Linked DNA regions of Danio rerio: region 1 is linked to region 2. Evidence: chromatin contacts called from public Micro-C data. All regions are on one chromosome and are shown on one strand. Each heading gives the region's core, a stretch centred on a gene start, on an enhancer-like site or on the middle of the called end of the contact. The rest is flanking DNA. Distances are from core to core; before and after follow the strand shown.

Region 1 (2,700 bases), core at 179-2,678, 170 kb before region 2:
TCCTGCTGAAGTCAGGTGCCAAATGTCATTATTATGATGACTGGTACGGGATTAGGTCATTCTGCGTGACTTAACCCAGTAATTTCCCTCACTGCGGATGCCTGTGTAATAACATGCGTGGAAATAAAAACACAAACATCAGAGGATGCTCGCGCACGTGCGCGCTTCATCACCACCGTCTGAAATATTAGCGCGCGCGCACACTTTCCAAACAAACACAAATTCAGAACTATCCAAACACAGACGACGGGACGTTCATTCGCTGCCTGGAAAAAAACAGAAATGATGATGTTCCCGCCCAGAGTGTGAGGGAATGTTAAGGAAAGGCGCATTCAGAGTTTAGGATCGCTAACACGCAGGTGAAATATTTACAAAAACAACCTGACAGCACTTCGTTTTAACTTCAAAAACTTGGATATATATTTTAAAAAGGACTCTAAAGGGCTTTTATTTGAGAAAGCGGAGAAACGTCAAGGATAAATCATTTCAGAAGCCTGATCGTACTGTTGGAAGTTTTTTTCCTCTACAAAAACCTTTAAGTTGTTTTGAATTATGTAGAAACCCAAGATGAGCATCTCGCAGGACAAATAATCGGTAAGCCTGTTTTATCACATCATAGTTAATGTGTTATAAAAAAAAAGCCTGTGGCCATTTATAAGCTGAAGAAAAATAAAACTATTTAGCCGTAATAAAACATTGATAATAATTTGGCATTGATTTGAATCATAATTTAGTTTACTTTCCATGGTAGGGACCATAAAGTTATAAGGATAGTTATAAACTATGGCATGTCGTTTATTTTAGTTACAATTCAATATGCTACTCAAAGATTTATGATTACATGGTCACAACAATGAACACATATTTACAAAAAGTCTAGTAGAGTATTTAGGTGGAAGTCATAACAGTTCAAAGTGCAGCGTGGGAATGTTGGTAAATTAACTTTTTGTTGTCTTCATTCTAGACGTTAACTTAAGATGAAGTTTAAATAAGTATTGTAGTAGTCACTGTAAGACAGATATATGTAGGCTATTATACAGTATTGTCATTTAGGTTATCTGATTGTGAACTTCATTATACCACCTCAGAACAAAACTCATGTTTTACTTCAGGTTCAGAAACCTAAAACTGCTAGCCAGTCCCCAGGCTCTTTATTTGGCTTGTTTGAGATCATTTGTTTAGGTTTTCATCATGTTTCCCTCTGCTTAGATAATCTTAAAATAAACGACTAGCAAACCTAAAGGTTTAAATGTTTTCTTCAGGCCAAAATTTCCAGAGAGACTATGACATTTTATTTGTCTTTTTTTTGTAATTAGGTCCTCCATGAGTCATTATGTGTGAAGCAGTGGATCCCTTGTCCAACTTCACTGGAAGCTGCTAATCGACGCCATCTGCTGTTCAAAAGCGGACTTGGAGAGCGTGTGGAAAATGGATGACGAGCTTGAACCTGGAATGAATGATGTTATAGTTAGCCACTACAACCACTCAGGCAAGTGGGGAAGACCAAAAAGCACTGGTATGTGTAAGACGGCCTTCCTGATGTGCATCTGTGCTCTGATCGTGATTGAGAACATTACTGTTCTTCTGGCACTATGGCGCAACAAGCGCTTCCACAGCCGCATGTACTTTCTCATCGGCAATCTGGCACTTTCTGACTTGTTAGCTGGAGTGGCATATGTGGTCAACATCTTCACCTCCGGCCGTAATACTTTTTTCCTCAGCCCTGGCCAGTGGCTGCTGCGAGAGGGGAGTATGTTTGTGGCACTTAGCGCTTCGACTTTTAGCTTGCTTGCTATTGGGATTGAGCGCCACATGACGATGGTTCGTTTGCGGCCTTGTGAGACCGCAGGAAGGGGAAGGTTACTAGCTCTCCTGGGAGCCTGCTGGGCAGTTTCAGTTCTCTTGAGTGCCTTGCCAAGCCTCGGTTGGAACTGTTTGGACCGAGTCCACACCTGCTCCACTGTCCTACCACTGTACGACAAAAGCTACATAGCTTTCTGCATCAGTGTCTTCACAGCCCTCCTAGCAGCAATTGTAGTCCTCTATGTGCGCATCTACCAACTTGTGACATCTAGTGGGCGAAGAGTAAGTTCTCGTCCATCAGATCGGTCGCTCGCTCTTCTGCGCACAGTAGTGATAGTACTAGGGGTTTTTGTGGCATGCTGGGCTCCTCTTTTTTCACTACTGCTGCTTGATGTGGGATGCAGTCCAGAGCAGTGCCCGATTCTCTACAAGGTGGACTGGTTCATCGCTCTGGCTGTGCTCAACTCTGCTCTCAACCCACTGATCTACACGTTTTCCAGCAGAGAAATGCGAACTGCTTTCCTCCGTGTGCTGTGCTGTTGTCAAACCTCACTGGACTCTATGCCAACAGTGGCAGGGACGGCACTTCCGGGAATAGTCATACATACCGCAGAGAACAGCAAATCTAGCATGGCTGGAGCAGGTAGTGGTGCAGCCAAGTCATCATTAATGCAAAGTAAAGTTCCCACTCCGTCAAACTCCCACCATCAGGATCCTTCACAAACGGCTGTCACACACTCCTCAGGCCCAGGTAACCTGCTATCTGCGGTGCTGGTTAAAGCTGGGGCTCTTCCCGCTTTGGGGAAGTTCTGAACTACGACACTACCGGAATCAGCTCAAAAGAGCAGGGATTTAGTTAGTCCTAAGACGTTTGGCGATGGTTCCTCTGTAATCATG
Region 2 (2,700 bases), core at 13-2,512:
AGGGGCTAATAAGTTTGACCTTAAAATGTTTTTTAAGAGTTAAAAACTGTTTTTATTCTAGTCAAAATGAAACAAATAAGACTTTCTCCAGAAGAAAAAAATATTATCAGACATACTGTGAAAATATCCTTACTCTATTAATCAAGATTTAGAAAATATTTAAAAATGCATTTTTTTTTAAAGGGGGGCTAATAATTCTGACTTCAACTATATTGTACACAAAAGAAGACATTTTGAAGAAAGCTACAAAACTGCAACCATTGACATTCATAGTAGGAAAAAAAATACAGTGGAAGTCAATGGTTACAGTTCTTTTGTTCACTTGAAACAACTGAAAGATAAACATAAAACTGAACAGAATTTAATTTATGGGTGAACTATCCCCTCAGCTTTTGATCTCATTTTGTAGGTGGATAAAATGTTGTGTTCCTAGGGTCATTAGTGGGTGTTTTGCACTTTGTAATAGTTAAGTCACACAATCACTTTGTGCTTGTGAAAATATTATTACTACACGTAGCCCACACAAGACTGTTCAACAACAACAAAAAAAGTAAAAGCTTTTATGGCTGTTCATATACTCTAAAACAGCATTTATATGTCCTGAACTTTTGAAGATGTGCTCAAATCATGTACACAAAAAATTGTTAGGCTACTGTAAAATGTAAATGTGAAACTGTAAATGTTATAACCTAAATCACGGCCACATTGAGTCTACATTGGTAATTAGATTAACCAATTTATTAATTTACAATGTGAAATTACACATGACATATCTCACACAACATTGTTCTAATGCTAATTTAAACGTCTACCGTGTCGTTTTATAATTTGTTTATCATTTAAAGTTTTATAATAAATGAAATCGCCAAGATATAAATGACAGGGTAGAAACACTCTTGGAGTAACGTTAGCTTAATGTCATCCTTGATATCGCACATTTTGTCACAGTAGCACGGTTGAAACTCACCTAAAACCAAAAAATGCCTTGAAGCTGGAAATAAATAAATTTTCTTTAAGACAAATAAAGGCAAGAACATTAGTCCCCCACAGACAAAATGAATAATTTTAAACACACGGCGTGTGTTTTGCAGACCTCACCAGGTCAACAGAGCTTCGCGCGTGCACTCAGTGCTGTCAAATGTGTCAAACGCAGGCGCGCGCAGAGAGGCGGAGCCGCAAGTGACTCGACCAATCACACGTGCGCGAGAGACCGTTTGAGTTCAAAACTGAAGCGGCGCCCTTACAGGAAAAACACTGGCACTCCGTAACGAGCATACGAGACTTATTTCGTATTTCGCATTAAATTAAGACTCAATTTAACATTTATCACACAGGATGTCTTCAGGGAAAAAGCAGATTTACTATTCCGACAAGTATTCTGACGAAGAATACGAGTACAGGTGAGGATTTTCACTTGTTTTCTTTCACCTTTCTGTTCACTTTAAGTTTCGGGTAACGTAACGTTAAACATAACGTAAAACTTGTTATGTCATTTGGCTGTTTGCTGTTTTAATAAAATATCTTAAAATTGTACGCAAATACGGCGGTATATACGCAGTTTACGGCGTATTTTCTGAGTTATGTCTCAATAATAGCGTTGTTTTGTCTGACAGCTTGAAGAGCTGTTCAGTGAAACCTTTACGTTACATAACATCAGTTTGTCAAACTAACACATTGCTCCTCTTCTTCCAAATAGACATGTTATGCTTCCCAAACAGCTTTCCAAATTGGTGCCTTCCTCGCATTTAATGTCAGAGGAGGAATGGAGAGGACTGGGAGTCCAGCAAAGTCAGGGCTGGATTCATTACATGATCCATAAACCAGGTTAGTATTCTTGGACATCTAATAACATTATCTAAAACCTACTTTGACACCTTAAAGGGACAGTTTGTCCAAAAGTGAAAATTCTGTCATAATTTACTTACCTTATATTGTTTCAAACCTGTATCTTTCTTTTGTTCGACACAGAAGTAGATATTTTGAAGAATGCTGAAAACCTGTAACCATTGACTTCTATAGTATTTGCTTTTCCTACTATGGATGTTAATGCTTTCAGGTTTATTCAAAATATATATATATTTTTTGAGTATTTACCAGAAAAAAAGAAACTCAAAAGGTTTATAACCAGTAAATAGTGAGTAAATTTCCACTTTTGGGAGACTATAACTTTAATTACTTTATAAGTGGAGACCTTTTAGAAATCCTGAATGAATTATACCCCCCAAAATATGAATATTCCGAAATCCTCCACTTTTTCCATACAGAGCCTCACATCCTGCTATTCCGAAGGCCGCTTCCCAAGGAATGAGATTTCAAGATTGTCATCTGAAGTTAAACTACAGTACGTGGTCGGCTGTGACCATGCGTGCATTTCTCTCCATACGTTTTGATTTGTATATAAGTTTTATTATTTGCAGATCTATGGTAATGAAATGTTACTTCTCCTCCCCCTTTCGTCTGGAGATGACGGCAGCAGGAGCTTATAGAGGGGAATGAACGAGTGCTGCCTCCACCTCCCCAAAGTGTTTTCTTTAGATCTACACTGAAGTCATGTAAAATAAGTTGGATGGTGTTCCAGGTCTAGTAATCGCCCCTGTCATGAATAGAAGGAATAGTTTTTGTTGTACGCTAAAGATGCTTTCCATTGCTGAACTGCTGTTGTTTAACATCTCCTACTTGTATCTTGAGCAGTCGACTTTG

The links. A called contact is a pair of places that touch in the nucleus more often than the background predicts.
Region 1: a Micro-C map of caudal fin shows a contact between it and region 2, with 4 times the contacts expected there. The contact joins the promoter of s1pr3a here to the promoter of cks2 in region 2. A contact is called at or near these places in 3 of 18 Hi-C or Micro-C datasets (caudal fin, hematopoietic stem cells and an unstated tissue) and 1 of 4 datasets of contacts at active chromatin or transcription factors (embryo).

The regions. Positions count from the first base shown.
Region 1 is chr22:21,320,996-21,323,695 of GRCz12tu, reverse strand. s1pr3a (sphingosine-1-phosphate receptor 3a) reads left to right here and starts at 1,428. Exons shown (of 1, transcript NM_001082925.1): 1 at 1,428-2,616. The coding sequence starts at 1,429. The coding sequence ends at 2,616.
Region 2 is chr22:21,151,768-21,154,467 of GRCz12tu, reverse strand. It overlaps cks2 (CDC28 protein kinase regulatory subunit 2), which reads left to right and starts at 1,262. Exons shown (of 3, transcript NM_001044969.1): 1 at 1,262-1,400; 2 at 1,697-1,824; 3 at 2,265-2,700. The coding sequence starts at 1,336. The coding sequence ends at 2,308. It also overlaps a transcript of shc2 not described here.